5 separate regions of the Mus musculus genome follow, and regions 2, 3, 4 and 5 are each linked to region 1. Evidence: chromatin contacts called from public HiChIP or PLAC-seq and promoter capture Hi-C data. All regions are on one chromosome and are shown on one strand. Each heading gives the region's core, a stretch centred on a gene start, on an enhancer-like site or on the middle of the called end of the contact. The rest is flanking DNA. Distances are from core to core; before and after follow the strand shown. Region 1 holds the start of Gch1 (GTP cyclohydrolase 1). Region 2 holds the start of Exoc5 (exocyst complex component 5). Region 3 holds the start of Gnpnat1 (glucosamine-phosphate N-acetyltransferase 1). Region 4 holds the start of Fermt2 (fermitin family member 2). Region 5 holds the start of Tmem260 (transmembrane protein 260).

Region 1 (2,652 bases), core at 82-2,581:
TCAGCCAAAGGAACCAGAGCTTCTTTTTTATAAAGGCCAACACTGCTTAACCAAATAGGCAGCAAGGCCCTGCTTTCCACTTCCTCTTCACCCTGCCTCTGTACCCACAGCAACTGCCTCGTCACTGGCTGGGAAAGACTTGATGCCAGCAGGCTCAGACTGTGGATTTTAGGCGGCGGGGGTGGAGGTGGGTGGCTAGGAGGGCAAAAGCACGGAATCCCAGGTCCAGTGAACTTCAACCATCAGAGTATCAGCGCGGGGGTGGGGTGGAGTGTCCCTTTATTCTTTGAGGGAGCAAACATTAAAGACTTTCAGCAATAATGCTAGCTCAAGAAAAGTCCACACCTCAAACTGCTAGGAAGTCCGAATCCAGAATTGTGCCAAATTTTGGTGTAAAGTCCTAAGCTAGAGTAGTTGGATGCAAATTCCAGTTCTCTGAAGTTCCCTACCCCATTACAAGTACCTAACTTTACTTGGCTCACGGGGTGTAACGGAAACCTGGCTTCACCCAAAAGCAAGACGCGTCCCATCAACAAGTGTCCACGGGATCCTTGCGGGGGGGGGGGGGAACGGTGGATGCTGCACGTGCCTAATCGCGTTCTGAGCGCTGGGGTAAGAGGGTCTCACATCCCTTCCCGCCCCGGAGTTCAGTGTAGTGGCTATGCATTCACCCTCCCCAGAGCCCTGAGTGCCAGCCAGGAGGGACCCTCGCCTCCGCCAGGTGGAGGCTCTGGGGCCACAGCTGGGACCGGGACCTGACAACTTGGCTCCCTGCGCCAAAAGTGAAGCAACTCGGGAAAGTTCCCGGAGCTGCCCACGCTTCCTGAAGCCGCCTCCTGGCGCCCAGCACACCCCGGCGCACGCACGGACCTGAGATGGTCTCCTGGTATCCCTTGGTGAAGTACTGCATGGCGGTGGCCGCCCTCCAGGGCGTCTTGAGCAGCCCCTGCCGCTGGGGGTCCTCGCCCAGCGAGAGCAGAATGGACGAGTAAGCGGCCGCCAGTTTGGGGAGGTTCACCTGGTTTTCCTCCTCGCTGCGGTGCCGCCCTGCCTTCCAGGCGTCGGCCGGCTGTGCGCCCTTGGCCTCGGGCGGCCGGGACTTCTCGGCAGGCGGGCTGGCCCCGGGCCGCGGCAGCTCCCGCTCGGAGAACCCATTGGTGCACCTGACTCCCCGCGGCTTCTCCATGGACCCGGCGCGACCGCTCCCGAGACACCCTAGGGTGCTAACAAGCGCTGCGGCTCAGCTTAGCCGGCGGCCGTAACCTGTGGCCGTCACCCGGACTGGGGCTCAGCACCTAGGGACACTCTCGGAGTCTAGGGCAGTCGCCGGCTGGGGAGCCCCGCCGCGCCTCTCTTTTTATGGCAGGGCGACTCGGCCGGCGCCGCGAGATATTTTCATTGGCCGGAGCCTCTTGCGTCATGGATCTCTCCCCGCCCCTGAGCCCCGCCCTCCTGGGTGGCCCCTAAACCCCCGCAGTTACACAAGACAAGCTTCTGGTTAGACCCCCTCGACTTATAAAAGGAAGAACTGAGTCTACAAAAAGCCAAGAATCCGGGGAGCTGGAACCTCCGAGATAGAAACACCGATTCTCCCTCACTTTCCACCGGAAAAGGGGGCGTGTTCGCAAAAATGCTGTGGTCTAGTTGCCCTGAGAAAGATGAGCTAACTAACAGGTGACCTTGCTGGGGCAGGCAGGGTGGAGCAAATATTCTGGTGATAAGCAACCTTGTGCTCTTTTTTAAATATTTTTTTTCTTTTTAGCTTTTTTTTTTCCGAGATTACAATAATTTCCTGTCTGTTTTCCCTTTCTTCCTTCCAAACCTTCCCAAATACCTTCACCCCGCCCCCCCCCACACCTTGTTCTCTTTTACATTCAGTCTCTTTTTTTAACAGTTCTTATGTATGTATGTATGTGTGTTTCTAAATATATAAATACAACTTGCTCAGTCTGGTTAATGTCTCTTGTGTGTATACATTTTCGGGGCTAATCTGGTATTGGTGTTCTCTGTCCTAGGGAAGATTACCTCAGTCTAAGCATTCCTCGGTCACCTGTGGCTCTTTGTCTAGGGTGAGGGCTCACGAGTCGTTGTCCCACACACCCTCACCCCCATCCTTGTTTATACTTCTACTGGAGTCATTCTTTTTTTTGTTTTTTTTTTTTTTGTTTTTTTTTTTTGTTTTTTCGAGACAGGGTTTCTCTGTATAGCCCTGGCTGTCCTGGAGCTCACTTTGTAGACCAGGTTGGCCTCGAACTCAGAAATCCACCTGCCTCTGCCTCCCAAGTGCTGGGTGTCATTCTTTTGTTGTGCTTTGTTTTACTTTTTGAGACCAAGTCTCACAGTGCAGCTCTGTCTGGCCTGGAGTTCTCTATGTCGACCACCAGGAAGGCCTTTAATTCAAATGATCTGCCTGCCTCACACTTCCAAACGGTGGGATTAAAAGCATGAGCCCTGCCTCTCTCCTGCTTTAAAGACTGGAGAAGTTGTGACTTGAAAATTGTTCAGTCGTTTAAAATGTATACAACACACACACCTGCCACTCTAGAAAACCCTCTGGCCTCTCTCAAGGCATGAGTTATGGTGCATGGCACTCACCGGAGTCCCCTATGCCTAGGGAGATAATAATATTTGTGAGCTGCCAGATCGCTGCTC
Region 2 (2,652 bases), core at 49-2,548, 1.9 Mb after region 1:
ATTCACGCCACAGAACACGCTGATGCTCAATGGATACAATTTTCACCTATGGTGACATTCTTAACTGTGAACTGCAGTGTTCTCTACAACTTACACTTCTGCTGCTATGGAGTAATCACGCCCCAGCGGGGGAGAAGGTGTATTCCTCATTTTTCTTCATATGACTACTTCTATTTTTTTCCACACAAGAAGATACTGTTTCATTGTCTTGTAACCCCATTCCATTATCTCAAACCTCACCGCTTCTGACACTGACACGCCACAAAATCCAACTGTCAAGTTTAAATATTGAAACACTCAAGAAAATGCACCTGAACGCTCCCACAGCTTCTCACAGCCCAAGGATCCTTTAACTAGCAGTCGGAGGGTTCCACAGCAATTAAATGCAGTAAGATGTGTCGCTTCCCTTCCGTGCTGAGGCTAAGTAGGCCTTTATTGTCCTTAAAAGAATCCTCCCAGCCTTTTCGACTGTAAGGTAAGACGGCAGGCACCCCAGGGCCGCTTCTGAGCTTGTCGGAACCTCGGCACCGAGGAGCCCCCCAGAGTCTCCATTCAGATGCCCCCTGTAGCACCGTCGCGAGGATCCGCACAGCAAGACCCGGCTCGCCGGCCCTGGGCTCCGGAGTCAGCCCTGCCCACTGCCCGTCCGGTCTCCGGGACGTCTGGCCGCCCTGCCACCCGAGCCGGCCCAGCGTCCCGCCGCCACCCGCCCCTCCCCCGCCGCCGCCGCCGCCGCCCGCCGAGCCCCGGGACCCACCTCGAAGAGCTCGGCCGTCGTGGCCATGCCGGCCGGCTGAGAGGCTCGCCCCGCGCTCGAGGCCGTCTCCGCTTCACATGCTGCGCCTCAGCGGCGCCGCTCACCAGTCCCAGCTCGGCCTACCGCCTCCGGCCCGGGCTGCGCACCGCTGCTGGCTGCCCCGGTCCTCACACAGCGAAGGCAGAGAGGGAGAGCAGCCATGAAGCGGAGCCGCAGACGCCTGTCAGCTGCCTCCCGGCGCCGCCCGCGCCGCTCCCATTGTCACCGCCTCGCACGCCGGAAGTGGGGCTGCGCGCGCCCGGCCGACTTCGCGGGGCGGGCGAAAGGAGCGAGCGGCGAGCGGGCCGCGGAGGCGCTCGTTTGCGACAGGGTGACGCGTCTTGAGCCTCGCGGGCCGCCGTCCCGGAAGTGGGCGAGAAGAGTATTCCAGTCCCTTGAGATTCCGGGTGTAGGTTCTTAAGACCTTCTGAGGAGTGTTTTAATCTCTTGAAGGGACCGGGAGACTTGAGTCACCTCACCCGGAAGAGCGAGCATCTCCAGTGAGCTCTTGCGGCTCAGGGAGAACCCGGACGTTGCCTGGTACAGCCCATCTAGAAGGCGGGGTCTACTTTGGCTGGATGGCGACCTTAGTTTCTACATCGCTCTGATACTTGGGAGGCTTAACCATGGCCCTGCGGGCAGTGTGGCTCATACGTCACGAACCAGGAACTCCACTTGGAGGCACCGTCAGATTCTCCAGGTAATTGCAAGTCTGGATCCTCAGGCATGATGGGTCCAAGGATGAATCTAAGCAGGAGTTTTTGTGGTGCGCTGAGTCTCAGCTGTCCCAGGAGCAGCTAGCAGGGTGCCCTTGGGCAATTTAGGCTTTCTACGTTTATCTCACTTTGTTGTAAGGAATGAGTTGCTTGTTACATGATGCTACATGTTTTCTAGTATTACTGCTATTGTATCTTTATTTATTTATATATTTGAGACAGGATTCATGTATACCTGGCTGTCCTAGAACTTGATACGTAGACCAGGCTGGCCTTGAATTTACAGATACCTCCAGAGTGCTGGGATTACAGGTGTGGGCCACGACACCCGGCTATACTAATGTATCTTTAAAATTAATTCCATCTGTTTAAGTTTGGTACAAAAATGATTGCTTAAAGAACGTTATAGTTTGCAGCTTCTAGTGGGTGAGCAAAATAGAAGTGTGAAAAATTAAATTACAGTCACCTTTTTATCCAGGTGGCATAAGTGGTTTGGTCCCACCTTTAGAATTTGCCATATCTTACCAAGATAATTCTATGGAGAGGACTCTGCAGTTCTTTATATTAGATATTAACCCCGATATAAAGTATAGCTGGCTAAGTTCCCCCCAGTCTATAGGCTGTCTCGCCACTTTGCTTGTAGTTTTATTTGCTTTGCAGAACTGTTTTGATTTCAGGAGATCCCATCTGTCAGTTCTTGAAGTTGTTACCTGTCTCTTGGCATTATTTCTAAGAAGCCTCTGTGTTAATGAGTAGATGTGTGTTCTTGGAAAGCAGCAATGTATGGTAGAAAGGTGACCAATTTTAAATCTCTTCGAATGTAAACCAGAAAGCATTTGAATGGTGTAACTGAGGAACTCAGTTATTAGGTTTTTGTTGCTGTGGTTTTGAGACAGAGCCTCACTGTGTACCACTGGCTTACCCAGAATTCACTGTGTAGACCAAGCTAGCCACAAACTCATAGATACCCTCCTGCTTCTGGTTTCCAAATACTAGAATTAAAGGAATGCAACAACCATGACCCCCATTAGTTGTTAGTTTTGCTTACATTTCAGTAACACATGTACCTGGTGTCTACCATACTGGATAATGCAGCTCTAGATACTTGAACTGTATGAATCTATGGTTTTCTTTATTTAC
Region 3 (2,652 bases), core at 81-2,580, 1.8 Mb before region 1:
CCCACCCAAGTTCAAGGCTAGCCCCTGCTACACAGGCTGTTTTATCAAAACAAAACTACAAGAAGCCTTCATTCTGTAGCACTTAAAGGTCACCACCTAACTTCCTCTCTAAGTTTGGTTGTAAACTCTAACTAAAAGCCCCTCCCCCTCTACCCAGTAGGGTTTAACTTCTAAATTAGCATTTGTTTACAATGCTTGAGTATTGCCTAAGCCCTAGTCCAGTGAACCTCTAGTCAATGAATAATGAATGACGTAAGGTATTATCTAGAAATCACATTTCAGAAAGTCATGTAGAAAAAAAGATTGCCACATGGCCACAAGTGAGAAGACAAAAGACATACACCCAACTTCAAGTTTGGTTTCCCAGCCTCTGAATGAGTCTGGATATAGATGGGGAGCGGCTGCTTCCTGAAAAACAGCGGAGCAACAAGTAGGAAGATTGAAGACCAGGATTCACACATTTCTAAACATGATCTGCAGCCAAATCAAACTCGCTGTGATAGGTTACAGGTAGACAGACAGATAAGTAGACAGCTCCGAGTATCTTCATGAAAGGTAGTATTTCATGAAGCAAGAAGTCTTTCCCGTTAGTGTACTTAATCTACACGATCTGATTAGCCCCAAGTCTAGTTGCACAGTTGGGAGCACCGAGTTTCCAAGACTAGCCCTAAGGTTAGTTAACACTCATCAACAAATGAGTGGCCTGGAATGAGGATCCTCTCATTTTCCCATAGAGCATTACTGCAGGAAAGTCAACAGATGACAATCTTTGCATCATGGAATCTGTTTGAATCATACAATTCCTACCTTAATGAATCCATTTCCTGAGACCTACTCTTGGATTAATTAATCCCAAACAAACCCCCATTTATTTTTTTACAGGAACAAATTTTATGCTTGCCTTACATAAACATTAGCTCTAACACATAATAGAAACCACACAGTTGGTGTTTCTAGAGGTTCAAGTTCTAGGTTCCCCCACCCCAGGTTTCATACAGTCTGCGCAGCTGGGGCTCTTCAGAGCCGGTGCTTGTCTTCAGCGGCTCTGACCGCTACACCCGTAAAAGGGAACCGAGGGTTCGCGCCCTTTCATAGGGACGGCGGCAGAAAAGGTGAGGACCGTCCCCCATTCCCACGCCACGGACACTCCTAGGCCCTCCAAGACCCTGCCCGGCCAGACTGCCGGGCATCAAGCTTTGCCGCCCGGCTCCCGGGCAGGGCGTCTCAGCCTCTGCGGTCCCAAGCCCGCCAGCCCTCGCGTCCCAGCCCCAGGCCGCCTCACCGCACTGGAGCGGACCACGCTCCAGTCCCGGCGCGTCAGTCTCCCTGCGGGTCAAAGCGCCGCCGCATCCGGATCCGGCTGCAGCTCCAGCCCCGCCCCCCGTGCGCCCCCACGCGCCGCAGCCGGAACCGCCAGGCCAAACGTGGCCGGACCAACGCCTCTGCCCTGCCCCGCCCTCACGCACCGCTGCGCACGCGGAGGCACGGCCACGCACACCACTCCTGGGCTCCGGAGGCGAGGCGGGGCGGGGCGGGGCGGGGCGTGGGGCAAAGACCAGGGGCAAAGCTTGCGTCATCAGTTTACCTTCCAGACTTGCCTTTCGCTCACTGCACGAGAGTACCACCGTCGCTCTCACACCTTATCTGAAAATAAAGCCATAGGAGTATAAGCAGCCTACCGCGATGACCGGTGTGGGTTCCTTTCATTCTCCGAGCCCTAAGGCTCCTACCCTGTCAGTCCCATCGTCCCCCTCCCTCACTTGCATGCAGTCCATTAACAGGACTGGTGATTACATCTCCTGATTGTCAAATGTCTGAGACAAGGCTGGGCTTCTGTCTTCTAGAAACTGAGCTGGAACCACTCACCCTTGAGCTCTCTTGAGCTTTCCACTGCAGCCCTTTGCTTCCTATGACACCCGGAACATTTCAGCTTACTCTGGGCAAGAAGTGGCTACGTTCTCCAGGCAGTGAAGAGTGGGGTAGAGGCCAGGGCCCTGAAAGCATCTTACAGTATACAGCAAATACTGTGCTTGTTCTGTAATCTCAGTCCTGGGAAGGTTCCTACCTCCAGTGTCTCTCTCTTAAGTGTCATTTAGTGTCATCTGACAAGTGAGGAAGCAGAGATTTGGAGATATACATACATACATACATACATTCACACACACACACACACAGCGAGTGTGTGTGTGTGTGTGTGTGTGTGTGTGTGTAGTACTTGGTGCATGCCTTTAATTCCAGCACTAGAGACCAGAGGCTTTGTGCATCTCTGTGAGTTCAAGACAGTTCTACACAATTAGATCAAATACAGCCCCGAATATGTAGAGAAATGCTGTCACTAGATAGATAGATAGATAGATAGATAGATAGATAGATAGATAGATAGGGGAGGAGGAAGAAATGTCTTGAATATACCAAGACGTATACCACTTCCATCTCTGAACTCATTAAAATATTTGTTTTTTTTAAAGATTTATTTATTATATGTAAGTACACTGTAGCTGTCCTCAGACACACCAGAAGAGGGAGTCAGTTCTTGTTACAGATGGTTGTGAGCCACCATGTGGTTGCTGGGATTTGAACTCTGGACCTTTGGAAGAGCAGTCGGGTGCTCTTACCCACTGAGCCATCCCGCCAGCCAAAATATTTGTTTTT
Region 4 (2,652 bases), core at 111-2,610, 1.7 Mb before region 1:
TTACAATCAAGTCCGAATCAATGCAGTATCTATGTGCACTCAAATACTGTCATCTTCAACTCAGTTTAGTGTCTGCTTTAAAAAAACAAAACACACACACACACACACAAAAAAAAAACAAAAAATAAAAAATAAGTTCTTTCGTTGGCTTCTTAATGCTCCTGATAGCTTACTTCCAACTCAGAATACAGATACCAAGTTTGTCAAGCACTGCCCCACCCCTCGCAAGAGCGGACGAGTGGAACATTTCAGGGCACTCCATCACGTAGTACAGCTACTGAAACTTCATACCGACCAACACCAGTGCACATTCTCCAGACCGGGCTGACTGTACACTCTCCCCAATAAACACCACCATCAACATCCAGGTTCCATGAGGATAAGAGGTGGGAACACCTACAGACCCGTAATACCACATTCACAACTTTCACCTGCATACTCTCTCTCCTCGTTACTTTCAACAAGTCGTCCCGGGAATCCGCAGTTAAGCATTTGGTAGGTTCGAATCACTCACTACCTTATGTAAAAATCAAAATAACAAGCAGGACGCAGAGGGGAGCACGTCTATGCGCCCTAACGTTAACAAATTTCGCATTTTAAGCGCAGCACACGCCAGGAGCTAGGATCTCCCAATTCTACCCCTCCCCCCGCCGTCTTCCCTCCCCACCCCCTCCTCTCATTCTGGGAAGTCTTTATTGGAGGCATCGGGGTGCTACTCACCGAGTTTTTCCACCAACTTCAGCATCACCCCTCCGATGTGCACCTCCCCGGTCACTCTCAGAGTGACATCACGGTTCAGGTCCGTGACATGGACGCTCAGTTCCCACGTCCCGTCCGCGTAGCAGCCATCTGGCATCCTTATCCCGTCCAGAGCCATGGCTCCCTTCCTGCGAGCGCGGAGGAAATGGCTCTCGTCAGCGTCACTCCCCCAAAGGAAGACAAACCCCACCGAGTCCGCGGCGCCGGCCGCTGCGAGGGAGAAGGCGGAGGAGCTGCGGCTACGCGCGCACAACCAAGGGCGCGAGCGCGGGCGACTCGGCACCCAGACCGTGGCCTCCGCCCGCCGCGCCCGCCTAGCGGACTTGGGCGCCTTCACCTGCCGCCGCCGCCGCTGCGCCCGGACCGCCCCGCGCCTCCCCACCCGGCCGGGGAGACCGCGCCGCGCCGGCGCGCGCTCCGCTCCTCCCGCGGCGTCCTCCCCGCGCCCCGTCCTCCGCTGCGCCCCTCACCGCGCTCCTCCCGCCGGGCTCCCGAGGCAACAGGCGAGGCTGGCGGCACCCGCGTCGCTGCTCGGGAGGAAAGCGAAGCCTCGCGCCGCTGCTAATGGAGTCCCGGCACCGCGGCCCCCGCCCCACCCCCTCTCCCCGCCCCGGCCCCCGCCCCGCAGCACCGCCCGCAGCCGGCCTCCGCCCCCTCCTCTCTGGCTCTTCTCTGACCGCGCTCCCGCGGGGGAGAGGAGGCGGCGCGCGCTCTGGTGGGGCCGGGGCGGTGCGCGCCTCGGGGGAGCGCTGCGGGGGGAGGCGGCGGCCGCAATCTCGGCCCTGCGGAGCGCTGCCCTTTTATGGAAATGAAGGACCAGGCGCAGGGATGGAATCCAACATCCGGGCTCTCGGCTGCGGAGCTGGGGTGGGGGGCGGGGGCTCGCGGGGCTGAGGCGGCGCCTGCAGCGGGGTCCCCGGGGTTCATGCGTGAGAAGCTGCCTCGGGAAGTTCCCAGGCCCCGGGACGTGTGCGGGGAACCCGGGCGCGAAGGCACCGCGCCGGGGAGCTAGGAAGAGAAGTTGGGATGCAGAAACTTTACGATGTCTGCCTTGAACATCCCACAAAAGTAGGAGAAAGGACACAGAGGGGCGGTGAGCCACAAAAGTTGCCTGGCAAGCAGGGTTCCGCACCAATCTGCGGCTCCTGCTGGACTCATGAGAGTCGGCGAGCATTATTAACCCCTGGAACCCAAGTGCCTGCCAGACGCAAAAGCTTGGCTCATGCGCTCCGGCTGGAAAAGGGGGACCTCCCCACCCCACCCCAGGAGGGCAGTGGTTTCCCCGAGACCCCTTCTCCACCCACGCCAACTGTTGGCGCGTACTTGGGACTTTTCCTCCGCAACTTAGAGGACTCAGTATTTTGAATGCACGCACATTCTCTTCCTTACCCTCCCACACACTTCCAAGACATTTAAGTAGTTTTGAACTGATGTTGAGCTGTTAAAGACTTTGACTAGTGACGAAGAAAGGTCCCCGAAGGCCCACTTCCACGTTCCCATTAACTATTACACTCTGTTGAAGGGAACTGTTCAGAATCAGCAAGCCAGGGGTTGCCTCTTCTAGCAATTTATTTAAGTCCAGGAGAGTCCGATAAGATACTGTAAAGGATCTTGGTTTTTAAAAAGTGTCTTGGACTTCGTGAACTGCCCTAGACACTTCAAAGGGGAGCCTACCGCGCAAATAACCCTTTGTTCATCAACACAACAGCAAAAGAAAAAAGCACAGCCTGCAGAAAGGGGTGGACACCCGTAAGGGAGTGAAAGCAGGAAAACTCGAGTCAAATGCCAGAGGTTTGGGAGTGGAAAAAAAAAAAAAAGGGAAACCACTCTGCTAACACTAGCCAGTCATCATGGAGAAACTGATGCACTTCTCCAAGCTTGCCTCTCTCCAGT
Region 5 (2,652 bases), core at 83-2,582, 1.3 Mb after region 1:
AGACATCCAAAATTGACCTCTGGTCTCTACATGTACAGACTTGGACAACTCCCCTCCCCACCACACACACACATTGTCACATATGAACACACATACATACAAGATAATCCTGGACAAGCTGTCTAGTTGAAAGGTGTATTTCTCATGATCTCTTGCTACCAAGAAAAGCATTTTCCTCAATGGACGTCAATGGAGAACTTGCTACCATGTCTCCCAGCCATGAAAATCTCTCCCAAATAAACTGCTTCTTCTATAAGTTTCACTGGTCATAGTGTTTTCTCATGCAATAAGGAAAGTACACTGCCCAACCCCTGTGTCCCAGGAGCTCAGATGATAAAGCATTTTATAAACACCAGGAAAAGACTAAGATAGGTGGGCACAATTACTGCCTATCAACTTCACAGCCTGGACACAGTGTTCCTGTCAGACTGCAAATAGCACATTTGTGAATGTTGCCCATTTCCCGTGTATTCTGACACAGATTCTAAGGAGGTTGCCCGCTCCCTTCCCAGACTGAATAATTGCTAAAATAATGCAAACTGCAAGCTTAAAATGTTTACTAGCCTAGCCTGCATGAGGCCCTAGATTCAATTCTCAGCAGTGTGCTGTGTATTGTCTAGTAGCTCCCATCTCTTTCTACATTCCATTTGCATTATTTATGTGGGCTCTTGATTTCATTTTCCACTTTTAGAGCAAAAAAAACAAAAAAACAAAAATCATTCTTCTTCATTTAAGTAGGAGACACTCTTATCATGAAGAGTTAATTTTGTTAACTCAAGTATTTCAACTCACCTACTGAGTTCTCATGTTAAAAAAAGGCTAATTAGCACATTTTAATATCTTAAAATTAGTGAATTAATAATTAGCATATGGATTTACATTAATTTTAATGAGGCAAGGCTCTATAAATACATAGCCGCGATCAATGAGTCCACTGAAAAATATAATAGCAATTAATGTATTTGTGGCTTACTACATGGTTGGAACCCTTCCTTGTTGGGTTTCTAGGGGGCTCTCTTATGCAGTTCCACCCCACGCCACAGGGGGCAGAGCAGCGCTTTCTGGCTCACCGTTATCCACGCCACTTCCGTCTCTTTTGGAACGGACCAAGTCAGTGCGGAAAGGGGGAGAGAGACTGCATAGTGCGAGTAGGCCTGGCCCATGATTGATGTCGTTGGGAATTATGCTCCCTTGTGATTCGTTACTTCAAAGCACACTGACGCAGACACAGTACCACGCGCAGTGACCCCCAGAAGACTCCTAAGCCGTGCCGGAGTGCGCCCGCCATCTCCTCCTCCCCGACCTGGCGGGCGAAGGTATGGTGCGCTCGGCCCTGCTAGACCGGAAGCCGGCGCGGGCTGTGCGCGCCTCTCGGCCAGGGAAGGTCCGCACCGCTGCGAGGGGTCACGGTCCGCGAGCTGCGCGCGTCCGGGCCCATGGGTCTCCATGGCGACGGCGGGAGCCCGGCAGCCGGAGCGGGGCCGTGGCGCTCCGGGGCCCTCCGCGGCAGCGTGGCCGTGTTCGCCTCCGTGGCTGCCGTGTTCACCCTCACGCTGCCCCGCTCGCTGCCTGGGGGAGACTCGGGTAAAGTACTCGCAGGCCGCCCTCCTCCCCGCCCCCCTGCCTCCGGGTGCCGCCGCCTCGGTGTCCCGGCCCCGCGTCCCCTCGCTGGAGCTCCGTGCACGGTTCTGAATTCCAGAACCAGTTCTCTTTCCGGTTCTGGATCTTGGTCTCTGTGTTCTCGAGCTGCTCAGCCGATGAAATTTAACCACTGTCCACTTTGCCCGGATCGTTGTTACCTGTATCACCTGTCGTGCCCTTACAGTGTCACAGACAAAAAAAGATTGACAGTAGTTAACAAATAGCATGGAGCGTTCTACTGTGTTTAGAGACGACACAACGGGTTATTAAATAAACTACATTTTAAGTAGTGGTGAGTTACGGAGGCACTAAGGGAGAATGTGGTTGGAGTGGTAATGAGTAGATTCCTCAGAAGGTCAGGAAAGGCTACCTTGGAGGTGTATTAGTTAGAACCTGAATATTAAGGAACCAGCCATGCAGAAAATTTAGAGGGGAACTCATAAAAGGGAATGCAACTGAAAGCACCCCTCTTCCTGTGAAAATGAAAGACAGGTTTCACACAGATTAAGCTAGGGCATACTTTTCACATATCTGAGTCTAGAAACAAGTCCCTGGTTTGGTTTGGTTTTTACAGCCAGATAAAGTGATCAATAATTTCTCATAATAATCAGCCGTGTTTTCAGAATGGTTCTGTAATGGAACAGTCAAACCGTTTCCTGAAGAGCCCATGAGCTGTTTATAATTTCACTACCTGACAAGTTCACCCGGATTTGGTGGCTGCAGGGGGGAGCATTTATCATCTGTCTGTGGATCAGTATCTCTAGGTGCAGTTTAGCCGGATTCACTAACACAAGACAAGGTGGGGGCCAGGGTTGCAACTTCTCAGGACCCTGTTTAGGGAGTATCTACTTCCAAACTTAAGTCTAGCCCTATATCCCATGTGGCTCTCTTCATAAAATAGCTGATTCCTGTCAAAAGCAAGAGAGCATTCTGTCACCTCTGTCATTTTTGAGACCTAATCCTGGAAGTGATATGCCACTGCCCTGTTTTATTGGAGAGAGTCGGTAAATC

The links. Promoter capture Hi-C pulls out the DNA fragments that hold promoters and counts their contacts. HiChIP or PLAC-seq counts read pairs in DNA pulled down with a chosen protein or histone mark. Capture Hi-C pulls out chosen DNA fragments and counts their contacts.
Region 2: a contact with region 1 is called in a promoter capture Hi-C map of liver, with 2.2 times the contacts expected there. The contact joins the promoter of Exoc5 here to the promoter of Gch1 in region 1. A contact is called at or near these places in 1 of 39 promoter capture datasets (pre-B cells), 1 of 484 Hi-C or Micro-C datasets (CD4 T cells) and 1 of 9 other capture datasets (liver).
Region 3: a contact with region 1 is called in a promoter capture Hi-C map of liver, with 2.3 times the contacts expected there. The contact joins the promoter of Gnpnat1 here to the promoter of Gch1 in region 1. A contact is called at or near these places in 1 of 39 promoter capture datasets (liver), 1 of 115 datasets of contacts at active chromatin or transcription factors (embryonic stem cells) and 2 of 9 other capture datasets (adipose tissue and liver).
Region 4: a contact with region 1 is called in a promoter capture Hi-C map of hippocampal neurons, with 8 times the contacts expected there. The contact joins the promoter of Fermt2 here to the promoter of Gch1 in region 1. A contact is called at or near these places in 3 of 39 promoter capture datasets (hippocampal neurons and liver).
Region 5: a contact with region 1 is called in an H3K27ac HiChIP or PLAC-seq map of thymic regulatory T cells, with 8 times the contacts expected there. The contact joins the promoter of Tmem260 here to the promoter of Gch1 in region 1. A contact is called at or near these places in 2 of 39 promoter capture datasets (liver and pre-B cells), 1 of 115 datasets of contacts at active chromatin or transcription factors (thymic regulatory T cells) and 2 of 9 other capture datasets (adipose tissue and liver).

What each region holds. Positions count from the first base shown.
Region 1 is chr14:47,188,082-47,190,733 of GRCm38.p6, forward strand. Gch1 (GTP cyclohydrolase 1) reads right to left here and starts at 1,332. Exons shown (of 6, transcript NM_008102.4): 1 at 871-1,332. The coding sequence starts at 1,186.
Region 2 is chr14:49,065,369-49,068,020 of GRCm38.p6, forward strand. Exoc5 (exocyst complex component 5) reads right to left here and starts at 1,299. Exons shown (of 18, transcript NM_207214.3): 1 at 758-1,299. The coding sequence starts at 784. It overlaps Ap5m1 (adaptor-related protein complex 5, mu 1 subunit), which reads left to right and starts at 1,181. Exons shown (of 8, transcript NM_144535.5): 1 at 1,181-1,496. The coding sequence starts at 1,423.
Region 3 is chr14:45,387,466-45,390,117 of GRCm38.p6, forward strand. Gnpnat1 (glucosamine-phosphate N-acetyltransferase 1) reads right to left here and starts at 1,331. Exons shown (of 6, transcript NM_019425.2): 1 at 1,283-1,331.
Region 4 is chr14:45,528,705-45,531,356 of GRCm38.p6, forward strand. It overlaps Fermt2 (fermitin family member 2), which reads right to left and starts at 1,361. Exons shown (of 15, transcript NM_146054.3): 1 at 1,230-1,361; 2 at 721-887. The coding sequence starts at 877. Gm46452 (a long non-coding RNA gene) reads left to right here and starts at 1,518. Exons shown (of 3, transcript XR_001781252.2): 1 at 1,518-1,852.
Region 5 is chr14:48,445,020-48,447,671 of GRCm38.p6, forward strand. Tmem260 (transmembrane protein 260) reads left to right here and starts at 1,333. Exons shown (of 16, transcript NM_172600.4): 1 at 1,333-1,584. The coding sequence starts at 1,437.